Regions from separate parts of the Mus musculus genome. Here region 1 is linked to region 2. The links are chromatin contacts, called in public HiCAR-type maps. All regions are on one chromosome and are shown on one strand. The core of a region is the stretch at or near the end of the contact, and the rest is flanking DNA. Distances in the headings are between cores, read along the strand shown.

The links. HiCAR-type assays count read pairs that join an accessible place to other places.
Region 1: a HiCAR-type map of astrocytes shows a contact between it and region 2, with 3 times the contacts expected there. The contact joins the promoter of Ubqln2 here to the promoter of Fam120c in region 2. A contact is called at or near these places in 2 of 39 promoter capture datasets (liver and pre-B cells), 1 of 484 Hi-C or Micro-C datasets (CD4 T cells), 2 of 115 datasets of contacts at active chromatin or transcription factors (astrocytes and thymic regulatory T cells) and 1 of 9 other capture datasets (liver).

The regions. Positions count from the first base shown.
Region 1 is chrX:153,496,542-153,502,856 of GRCm38.p6, forward strand. It overlaps Ubqln2 (ubiquilin 2), which reads left to right and starts at 1,691. Exons shown (of 1, transcript NM_018798.2): 1 at 1,691-5,021. The coding sequence starts at 1,913. The coding sequence ends at 3,829.
Region 2 is chrX:151,341,334-151,347,531 of GRCm38.p6, forward strand. It overlaps Fam120c (family with sequence similarity 120, member C), which reads left to right and starts at 2,890. Exons shown (of 16, transcript NM_198105.2): 1 at 2,890-3,603. The coding sequence starts at 2,917. A230072E10Rik (RIKEN cDNA A230072E10 gene) reads right to left here and starts at 546. Exons shown (of 3, transcript NR_015600.3): 1 at 1-546.

The sequences.
Region 1 (6,315 bases), core at 441-2,940, 2.2 Mb after region 2:
TGTTTTAAATACCATAGATATTTACATTTGATGTGTGTCAGTTAATTATGTTTTGATATGTATTTAAAGCAAGTATACTTTTCATTGTACATTATATCTATATGAGCTCTTGCATATATAATGATTTTTGTACTAGTCATGGGTATAATGGCCCTGTATTTTGTTTTACACTGAGATTTATTAAGGTACTGTGACGTAATGATTTTGAAATGCTGTTAAATCATCTCTAGGTTTTTGTATGGGAAAAGGATTTTCTGTGTTCAAAGCAAGAGAAATAAATGATTTCAGAATAATTTCTTCTATAATTCAGGTTTTCTATAACAGTAATACTCCATTTTTTGTTTTCTTTATTTAATCCATAATGATTATGTTAATTTCTGCCACGACTATTGTGTGCCTGTCAATTTTTACCTTTACTCTTGTCTGAAAATAATATTTGTAGTTTTTAAAAATCATAAACGCAATGCATATTTATTCATCAAATTCACAATCTTATAAAAATAGAAAATAAGAATTATTTACAATTTCAGCTCTTACTAATAATTACCTTTATCATAATGGAGTATAGCCTTTCAGATTTTTTTCACACATACAGTCTACAAGCTTTTTGATGCTGACACCTACACACATGTATTGTTTCCATTTGTTAAGAAAACCATAAAAAATAACCCCAAATATCGTCTATTATTTTCTCCTAACTACAGTGCATTTAATGTATTTTTTAGAGACATGTAATACTACATGAATTAGCCACCATCTTTTAGACACAGGGATTATTTTATTGTATGGCAAAATCATAGTATTCCTGTCACAGACCCATTTAACTAGCTAAACGCTATTTTTTAAAATGCCACGTTGTTTATATATACTTTTCGAATTGATTATTAGGTCTTTCTAAACAAAGGTGCAAATCCTTAAAATGTCCATTTGTATTTTCAAACTGCCCCATTACAACAATTCATACTACGACTAGCATGAGAGTGCATTTTCTCGGCTCCTGGTCAACAAGGTTTAACGTTCTTTTTTTTTTTTTTATCGCTGCCAATATGATAAACCCGAAGGAAAAATCTCATTGTGTTTATTTGAATCCCTTTGATTAGGAGCGAGCCTCATCTTTTCAGAAGCCTGTTGGCCGTTTCTCGGCTTCTTTTGTAAAATGCTCGCTCCCGCCATGCCTTCCCTTCCCCCAACCGGGCGCTCATTCTCCCTTTTTGCTTTGTCAGAGTTCTTTACTATTCATTTTTCGTCCTTTGCCTGGGATCGGTTCAATTCAGGCTTTCATCCTTTCACTGCCTCCCAGATTGCGAACCCACATTCTCCATTGGTCTTTCAGTGGCTGCTAAAGAAGCTGCCTCCCTCTTCCTCCTCCTGGCCTCCTCCCTTCCCCCCTCGCCTCGCCCGCCTCGCCTTGGTCCCCTGGCTTTTCTCTCCAGCCTCCTTCCTTTTCCTTCTCTTCCCCCCTCTCTTTGTTTATTTCTCCCTCCCTCTCCCTCTCCCTCCCTCCGCCCCCCCTCCTCTGCAGGGCAGGAGTTTTGCGCTCGGCCGCGAGACGCTCGCTGGGCTGGCGCCGCGTCAGCAGGGGGCGGGGCGCGGCCGGGGGCGGGGCGGGGCGGGGCGGGGCGGGAGCGCGGGCGCCGCAGCTGCAGGAGTCGCTGGGAGTGCGCGCGGGCAGATCACAAGGCGGCGGCAGCGGAGACGGCCTGCAGGACCTGCTCTCTCAGCCCTCAGCCGAGGCCTACGCCGAGCCGAGTGCGCAGCCGACGACCGGGAGGAGCCGCAGCCTTCAACTCTGAGGTACTGTGATCCGCGCTGCCCGCCGGGCCGCCCCAGTCCGCTGCTGCGGCACCTCCTTCCCTCGCGCCCTCTTCGCTCGCCAGCGCCTTCCCTGTGAGCCTGCGTCACCGCGGCCGCCATGGCTGAGAACGGCGAGAGCAGCGGCCCCCCGCGCCCCTCCCGCGGCCCTGCGGCGGCCCCAGGCGCGGCCAGCCCGCCGGCCGAGCCCAAAATCATCAAAGTCACTGTGAAGACCCCCAAAGAGAAGGAGGAGTTCGCGGTGCCCGAGAACAGCACCGTGCAGCAGTTCAAGGAAGCGATTTCCAAACGCTTCAAATCGCAGACCGATCAGCTCGTGCTGATTTTCGCCGGAAAGATCCTGAAAGATCAAGATACCTTGATGCAGCATGGCATCCATGATGGACTGACTGTTCACCTGGTTATCAAAAGCCAGAACCGTCCGCAGGGCCAGGCCACCACGCAGCCCAGCACGACTGCGGGAACGAGCACGACGACCACGACCACCACCACGGCGGCGGCGCCGGCGGCGACGACATCATCGGCTCCCAGGAGTAGCTCCACACCTACCACCACGAATAGCAGCTCCTTTGGGCTGGGAAGCCTTTCCAGCCTTAGTAACCTGGGCTTGAACTCGCCCAACTTCACCGAGCTTCAGAACCAGATGCAGCAGCAGCTCCTGGCCAGCCCTGAGATGATGATCCAGATCATGGAAAATCCCTTTGTTCAGAGCATGCTTTCGAATCCTGATCTGATGAGGCAGCTCATCATGGCCAATCCACAGATGCAACAATTGATCCAGAGAAACCCAGAAATCAGCCACCTACTGAACAACCCAGATATAATGAGGCAGACGCTGGAAATCGCCAGGAATCCTGCCATGATGCAAGAGATGATGCGAAATCAAGACCTGGCTCTCAGTAATCTCGAAAGCATCCCAGGTGGCTACAATGCTCTGCGGCGCATGTACACTGACATTCAAGAACCTATGCTGAATGCCGCACAGGAGCAGTTTGGGGGCAACCCGTTTGCCACGGTGGGGAGCAGTTCCACCTCAGGGGAAGGTACTCAGCCCTCCCGCACGGAGAATCGTGATCCGCTGCCCAATCCTTGGGCACCACCGCCAACAACCCAGACGGCTGCGACCACCACCACCACCACGACCACAAGCAGTGGCAGTGGCTCTGGCAGCAGCTCCAGCAGCACCACCGCCGGGAACACCATGGCTGCAGCTAATTACGTGGCTAGCATCTTCAGCACCCCAGGAATGCAGAGCCTGCTGCAGCAGATAACTGAGAATCCCCAGCTGATTCAGAATATGCTGTCTGCGCCCTACATGCGGAGCATGATGCAGTCGCTGAGCCAGAATCCAGATATGGCGGCCCAGATGATGCTGAGTAGCCCGCTGTTCACTTCGAATCCTCAGCTGCAGGAGCAGATGCGTCCACAGCTCCCGAATTTCCTGCAGCAGATGCAGAATCCAGAAACCATCGCGGCCATGTCAAACCCGAGAGCGATGCAAGCGCTAATGCAGATCCAGCAGGGGCTACAGACTCTAGCCACTGAAGCACCTGGCCTCATTCCCAGCTTCGCTCCAGGTGTGGGGATGGGAGTGCTGGGAACCGCCATAACCCCTGTGGGCCCAGTCACTCCCATAGGGCCCATCGGCCCTATAGTTCCTTTCACCCCCATAGGCCCCATCGGGCCTATAGGACCCACTGGCCCTGCAAGCTCCCCCGGCTCCACCGGCACTGGCATCCCGCCTGCAACCACTGTGTCCAGCTCTGCACCTACTGAAACCATAAGTCCAACCTCGGAATCTGGACCCAACCAGCAGTTCATTCAACAAATGGTGCAGGCTCTCACTGGAGGAAGCCCTCCACAGCCGCCGAATCCTGAAGTGAGATTTCAGCAGCAACTGGAACAGCTCAACGCCATGGGGTTCTTAAACCGCGAAGCAAACTTGCAGGCCCTAATAGCAACAGGAGGCGACATCAACGCGGCCATTGAGAGGCTGCTGGGCTCTCAGCCATCCTAATTACGTTTCTGTACCTTGAAAAAAAATGTATCTTATTTTTGATAATGGCTCTTAAATCTTTAAACACACAAAATTGTGCTTTACTTTTATTTTGATTCTTTTAAATCTGTCTACCTATAAATCTAATAGGATGCATTTTAAGGTGGAGTCCCTCCCTCCCTCCCTCCCTCCCTCCCTGCTCCTCCTCCCCCCACCCTCTCCCTTCCCTTCCAGCCTGCCCTCTCCCCTCTTTGTTTCCTTCATTCCTTTCTTTTCTTCTTTTGATTTCCTTCCTTCTCTGATTTGAATGGTGGGAATCAATACTGTTTCACTCAAAGGTGTTGCATGCAAACACTTCTCTTTATTCTGCATTTATTGTGATTTTTGGAAACAGGTATCAGCCTTCACAGTTGGGTGAACAAGTTTTGTCCTACAGATGTCCAGTTTATTTGCATTTTAAACATTAGCCTATGATAGTAATTTAATGTAGAATGAAGATATTAAAAAAACAGAAGCAAATTATTTGAAGCTCTCTAATTTGTGGTAAAATATTGCTTATTGTGACTTTGGCATGTATTTTTGCTAGCAAATGCTGTAAGATTTATACCATTCATTGATCGTTTTTGCTATTTGTACACAGTACAGTAAGCACAATTGGAATTGTACATCTAGAAGTATTACTGTAGAATCTCTGAGCAGAATATGTGTAACCAAAATAAGAAAGAATATAAGAAATATTCCTGAAGCTAGGTATGTCTCACAATTTTGTAGAATCTTACAGCATATTTGATAAATTTCTCAGTGAAAATGTTGGCTAGGCAAGTTCAGTTAAAATATAGTAGAAATGTTTATCCTGGTTTCTCTAAGTATACATTAAATTGTACAGAAACCTTACAGTGTAACATTGTGTCAACAGTTGCAGATTGATTGTATATGACCTTAATCTTTGTGCAGCCTGAAGGATCAGTGTAGTGACTCCAGGAAAGTGCTTTTTATCTAAGAGTTCCTCAGCTTCTCCCATGAAGAGACCTTCATATGCATTTTGATTTGTAATTGGAAATGTAACTTTTACTGGAAGTGTCATGTGATGTTTGCATTACTTTTAACTGCTATGTATAAAGGAAAGTGTATCTTTTGGCTCTATCAGTTATTTCTCTTGTGCACAGGGAAAAATGCATTAAAATGACTAAAAAAATAAAAAAATAATAAAAAATGGAGAAAGCTCTTTTATTTTGCCTTTTGGCCCTAGAATCACATCTAGAAGGGTTAGCTCCCCTCACAAGTGTTTATTTACAGGATTGTACTATGGGAAATTATTTTTGACATGCACATTTAGATGTTCTAATTATTGCCCCCAAAGGTTAACCAATTATTAATTAGTATTTCCCCTGCCCCCCCACCAGTATATTGGGAATGTGACTGGGCTTATTTTAAATAGATAAAATATGGGAAACGATAGTATCCCGGTGTCTTTTAGAAACAATATGTTGTTTTATGAGGTGGGGTACTGGGAGGATTGTTAAAAGCAGGATCTCACTGACTAGCTTTTTAGTTAGTCTAGTTCCTGCTAATTGGACTCAGCTATTAGGAAGCACTATTGTGCTACTAATAGGAGCCTCTAGTGTGCTCATGTGGTCATCTTAATACACAAAATTTATTTTCAGACATTATTTTACATTAACAATCACAAGCACCTATTTCATAAAATTCTGGGTGGCTCTTTCCTGCTAAGCTGAATGGTAAGTTGAATGCCCTCTGTCAAACGTATAGCACGGGCACTAATTGTGTGTGCTGCACAGTATGTAGCAGTGCTAATAAGGATGGGAGAAGCTTTTTTTTTTTTTCCTGTCGCCAGAATGTGTTTGCAGCAATTCTGTTTTGTGAAGAAACAGTTCTCTGGGAGATGGCCAGCAAGTGCAAAAGTCTGAATACTTGATTCCTGGTAAGACTCGGTGTATAGTAAATATTTGCCATGATTATTTTTAAATAGTTTTGTTTTTTTTTTTAAATATACCTAATACCATTTGGTCCATCCCTGTTTCTCAGAACAACATCTTAGGAAATGGTGATTTATTATCTCCATGCTCTGTGGTAGTGAGGATTTGAGATTAACCCAGAGATAGCCTAAAGTAATAAATTTAACTTAATGATGTGAATGATTTTAGAAGTAAATACTAAAACTGGGGGCATAGGAAACTAGCAGTAAATCTGTCACCACATGAGAAGCTGGATGCCGGCTGAGGCCTGGTTCAAGCAATTAAACAGATATGTTTATTCAAAACATCCAAGGAACAGAGAATCCTTGAGCTTTGCCAAATGTATATTTTTTTAAAGTATGCTGTGTAATTCCAGAAAAGATCTGTGCCTATTGAATCTATTATTCCCCCAACTTTATACTTTATTTAAAAAAAAAAAAAACCTGCATTGGCCTCACTTTAAATGACTTTTAGCTGTTATTCCTCTCATATGTAATACACTTTATATTATTTTATTGCAGGTTTATTTTT
Region 2 (6,198 bases), core at 1,640-4,139:
TCCACACCCAGCTCCAGGGCTTTTCTTTTGAGTTCCAGGAACTGTAATTAACTGGTTCACTGCCATATCTTACAAAAAGTGTCAACTCCCTTCCCATCAATGGATGCTAGAAGATTCCACCTGTATCAGTTCCGTGTATTTTGGGCTTGTAATTTGCCACACCTCATTTCTGACTGTTTATTCTCTTTGTAACCAAATGTAATGAGCTCACATCTTGGTGAATGCAAAAGGTTAAAACAAGCACAGCCAAGACATGAAAGAGTGGAGAAAGATCTATTACTTAAAGCAGTTAAGGGATCCCTGAGTGTCTCAATCAGCATGGCTTTGGGATTGCCTTGACCAGGGCAATGGAGAATGGAGAAATGACAGATAGATGTACCAAGAAGCTGGGATTGGATAAGCCTTGCACAGTCCCAAGTATGCTGTTTATAAGACCATATTTAAGAGGGTAAGATACAAATTTTAGATATACTTAGCTGAAGTTCACAGGCTGTTACCATTAAAACGGGGAAGAAGAGTACATCTGTGAAATCTCGCTTGTATCATAGCTGAAAATAATGGAAAGGACATTTTGTAAGTGTGCACAGGTACACTTGTGTGTCTTGGTGTGCTCATATGTATGCCCATGAAAGCCAGGGGACAAAATTTGCATATCATTCTTCAGGAATCTTCCACCTCAGTTTTTAAGGCATTGTCTCTTATTGGCCTGGAACTCACCAATTAGACTAGGTTGCTTGGCCACTGGGTCCCAGAAATCCACTTGGCTCTACTTCCCCAGCCCTGGGATTACAAATGCACTACATTGAGCCTGGCTTTTTGGTGTGGTCTTTGAGAATTGAATCCAGGTCCTCATGCTTGCAAAGCAAGCATTTTAACCAGAGAGCCATCTCACCGACCCAGAAAGGATGATTTGAAGGTAGAATAATAAAGGGTTTTCATCTAAAGGTATCTCACTTGTGGCTAACAGTTTCATTAAGTGGCTTATGATCCAATTATTTTTGTTGTTGTTGGGACTTAATTTTTTTCTTTACTGTTTGTTTTGTTTAGTTCTTATCTCAGGCTGACCTGGAAAATAATAATTTCAAAGTTGTGGCAATCCTCCTGCCTTGACCTTCTGAATGCTGGGTTTATAGATGTAAGCCAACACACTCAGTTAAAATATGGCATTACAAGCAAATGTGAACATGATAGGATTTATTTACTTCCTTGGTTCTTTGAAATCACTGGGTAGCCTAGGCTGGCCTAGAACTTAAGGTGACTGTCCCATGTCAACTTCCTGAGTACTAAGATTGCAGGCACATACCATCATGCCTAAGACAACAGTTTTTGCAGTAATCTTATCAAGTTAACAATGAGAAGGCTAATTTTTAGGAAAGGGATGCTGGACAAACTCTCTAGTAAGCACAGTTTACTAAAAACATCTATTCTCTTCATCTTTCATGCCTTCAAGCTATTGCCTTTCCCTTTTTTTTCAAAAACAATTTTTATTAGCTATTTTCTTCATTTACATTTCAAATACTATCCCGAAAGTCCCCTATACACCCCCCACCTCCCTCTCCCTTGCCTTTCATGTTGTCTCCCATCCCTGCTATTCTGGATCTACTACTCTTATGACAAACCCGGTTTGGAATTTGCAACCTGTTTTTGGTTTCATCCTATCAAACCATTCTGATGTCATTCCTGGGGTTCTGCTCTTTTATGTTCTGTAAATTCCAAGCCAGATAGATACAACTACTCTGCATGCAGATCTTGTTTTCTGCTGTAGTCTGGCTGAAGTAATGGGCCCTAAAACTTGACAGAAGACAGACTCTACATGGATTTCATTGGAGAAGCATGCTGAAATGTACTTTTCAAAAGACTGTGATCAAATTAGAACCTTTGCAGCTATTTTGAATTGTTCCCACATGGACACATTTAGTAGGTTGGAAAACAAAAAAAATCCCCTAACCATATGGCATAGCTTAGTGAGTACCAATAAGGTCCAAGTTGTAGTTGAATTTGAGTGGGTGTTTAATCTCCCTGACCAGAGATCCTGAGGCAAATTATAGGCAATTTCATTTTGTCTATGCATTCATTGTCTTAAGTAAATGTTTTACCATTTGTAAGGTGGATAACTCTTCAAAGTATGACAGTAGATGTTAGCGGTTTTTATGTATCATATGTGTTCTTCTCCTTTCGTTAAAAGTTGTGCATATCATCTTTTCAATGGAAGGGAAATTTCTCCCTTTCAGGGAACTTTAGCTCACTTTAGCCAAATTCTACTAATCCACAGTACTTCCTTTCCCATGATGCATCATCTCCATTTCTTTCCCTGGGCATGGTGGTATAATATCCTGAGGCAACTCGGTTGGATACTAGGAGTTCTGGTACAAATCCTATACACACATTTTCTTGGCCCGCTTCTTCTGACACTATGAGCATCAAGGCCTGACAGGTGTGATCCTCTGGTTCTAAGACTGCATCCTGAGGCCATCCGGGAAAAGACTACAACTCCCAGGATGCTCATCCGCCCCGCCCCTGTACCCCTCCCCCAGCTAGAAAGCGAGTATCACAGAGAAGACGAGGCAACATGGCTCCCGGAGGTGGAAGGCAGAGGCTTCACCCCCTTTGAAGCAGTGAAGAAGAGCAGCGGAGGGGAACGGGAAAAGAGGAGTGACTACGACTTTGTCATCGCTTTTATCTTCCCAGCCTCTTCTGAGTCTGGTCAGCCTCACCTCTGCTCTCCACCCGCACCCAGTCTGTGGTCTCCTCCCCTCCCCGCCCACGTTCCCTCGCCCCTCCCGTTCTCAAACCCTCTCTCCGCCCCCCTCGCCCCTACCCCCCGCGGAGTGCGCACGCGCCCGCCTCCAGCTTCGCGCGGGGATCGCCGACTGGCCCGCTTGCGCAGCCGCTGTTCCTTCTACCCACGGAGGAAGCATGGGCGTCCAGGGCTTCCAAGAGTTCCTGGAGAAGCGCTGTCCCGGGGCTGTGGTGCCTGTGGACCTCCTCAAACTCGCGCGCACCGTCTCGCGCCAGCAGCAGCAGCAGCACCTGCACCGCCAGCTGCCGCCAGCAGCCCTAGCGCCAGGGGCTCCACGCATCACCAGGGGCTCTGCTCCTCTGCCGCCGCCGCCGCTCCCGCCCGCTGCCTTTGGTGCTTACTCCGGGGGCGCGGGGCCGTCTCGGCACCATCACCCTGCTCACCATTTCCACCACCATGGCCAAGCGCCGCCAGGGCTGCATCCGCCGCCGCCCCCTCCGCTGCCTGGGGCTCGGGTATTGGTAGACGCGGGCTCGGCGCTGCCGCGGCTCTATGGTGGCTACCAGACGGATTGGGTTTGTGGCGGCCAGTGGAATGCCATGCTGGGCTACTTGTCAGCGCTGTGCCAGGCTTGTGCCTATCCGGGCGGAGACGGCCTGGAGCTGGTGGTCATGTTCCCTGGGGGCCTGGGGAAGGACCGACTGGCCGAGTGGGGCCGTCGGTGCCAGGCGGAGCGGCAGACTGCGCAACTGATCGTGGGACACGTGGGCAACAAGGGCACCCCTCCACCGCGGGCCTGGTTCCTGCCACCTGCCTGTCTGAGCCACTGCGTGAGGCTAGCACTCATCCGCTTCCGGGTCAAGGTGAGGGAGGGGTTAGATTTTTAAATGAAATGCCCCACACCTGTTCCTTCCAGACTAAACACCTAACCATTCACCGACCTACCTGCCACCCACTCAGTCAGCTAACTTACTGGCGACCATTTTATCCCCTCGTGCCCCCGTCATATGGCCTATTAATTCCCTTACCTACATGATTGTATCTCTAGCCATGCCATCCCCGTAACCCCCTTTACTCACACAATTGGCCTACCTGTTGGTTCTAGCAGAATTGACTCAAAATTCCTCCGGGCTTCATGTTTCTCTTGCTATCATCCCCCTCAAACTGAAATATGTTTTTTCTTCATTTTCCAGTTGACATTCCCTCCCCTATATCTGTTTTCAACCCCATGGCAAATAAAACAGATGTTAGTCGAACACCTTTGTTCTATAATTTTCCCCCATTTGACACCTAGTACTTCTTTTTTCCCCATCCATTGAGCCCTTTTCATTTCAACATGCTTTTATCTTGGCATGCCTTAGCCCAAACAATTCACTGATTGAGTCACTATTCAGGAAGATGAACACGCTCAGTAGGGGGTTTCAAAGACGGTTGGGGGTGCGGGGAGGGGCTCTCAAAAACCCCAAGACGCCATTCTTGGCTTTGAAAGATCAAATGCGCAGCATTTACTTGCTGGTGTAAATATGCATGGTGATTCTGTTTTCTGGTATGTAAGTTGCCAGTTTGGGTAGGTGGGTGGGGTGATAATCTGTGGGTTAAAATGGTCCTGGGAAACTTCCTGAAAAAGATAGACTTGGAGAATGGGCTAGATCTGAATGGTTCACAGGTTTTGGAGGAGGTTGTTTAATTAAAGAGGTTGAAGCAATCGGGCAGAGGCAAAAAGAAATACCAAGTTCATGAGGCTCCATGGGTTTAAACCGAAGGCCAGCCTCTGAGTAGTTGAGCCACTGCATATGGAGCCTGGGGAAAAGCTTGGCAGCATCCCCGGGTCTTGGCACCACTGCTATTACGCTGTTGCTTTCCCATACTCTTAGGTTTCAAGTTCCTACGTGTAGAGAATAGCAAGGCTTGAGAAGTAAGGAGGTAGGCAGGAAGAAGGAAAAGAAAAGCGTTACAGGGTTAGGTGGGAAGAAACTGCAAACCCATTTTCTAACCAGAGTTTTGGGGGGAATGTCCTTTCAGGATTGGGGACTTGGGGATTCTGAAAACAAAACAGGTGGCAGCTGGTGGGGTAAGGAGGGAACAGAGACGGAAAGATCTGCTACATGGAGAAGTTTGCAATGGTTATAGAATGTGACTAGAATCCTACTATGCTAGATATACAGAACTCAGCACCAAATTTATGCCTTTTTAAATTTGACAAGCCATTAATGGGCTGGGGGCATAGCTCAGTGGTAGTGTCCTTACTAACCAGGAGGCCCTTGCTTCAATCTCCTGACACCATGCATGCAAAAAAATCTAATCATGAGCTAACTTAAAATATAACTGTAACAAAACCCCACTTGCCTGTTCTCCTGACTGAACATTTTAAAGCAGAGTCACTTACAGGCTTTCCTTCCAAGTTGTTTTCAATGGCACCACCCAGGCTTTAAGAACTTTTTTTTTTTTACCCTGTTATTTTTTTATCCTGCTATTACTGGCAGCTTGACTGTTGGCAGTAGTGATGACTATGTTAGTGGGGCAGGGTTTTCCTGTCTTTTTTTGAGGGGGCTGAGGGTGGTGCTGGGGAAGGGCGGTACTAATTGTTTTTCCATCTGCAGCCCTTAAGTGCTTTAAAATTCTCATTGGATCTTTACAGTAACTCATGAAGCAGTGTGACCCCCGTTTTCCAAATGGGGAAACTCAGACCCAGGAGCTTTACACACTTGTCCAGAGATGATGTAGTAATAAATGATAGAGGTGAGATTCTGGGCTTGATGTCCATGCAATCTGATTCCACAGCTTGCACTCTTAATAGCTGTGTTCAAAGATGAATCTTTGTAAAGAGGCCCTGGGATCAGATTATTTCCACACTGGAAGAAATATCTCATTGGCACCTGAATAAAAACAGGTTTGCTTTATTCATTTGTGGTATTCCTTTGCTGAGTGCTTGCAGTAGGGTAAGTACTGGGCTTCGTGCAGAAAATTCCTGAGGAAGGGCTGGCTCTCCAGGAGGTCAGGGTTTCATAAAGACTGAAAACAAAATTCCAGATACTTTGTGCAAAAATTGCTCGTGGTGAAAAATGTAGCCTATTTACAGGGAGTATGGTATAATTTCTTAGTGATTAAATTCTGGAGTACCTTTACAGATTAACCATGAAGAGGTGTGAGACTACTACACACTGGATAAGGGCATGAGGACCTAAAGCAGCCTGTCTGTGTGCTCTGAGTAGGTTATTGTTTATTTATAGCATATTTACAAATATTTTTTCTGAATAGGTTTTGATTGCTGGTTGGCAGGAGAGAGTAACACTATAGGCTTGTGGTTTATTCATATTCTCTGCCAGTCAAGAAATTTGAGAACCAACTATAACTATATTTTGTCATTAAATATGTTTAGCATATCTAGCACAGTTTTTTTTTTTTTTTTTGAGGCAAGTTCTCATGTCATCCAGGCTATCTTGAATTTGATATATAGC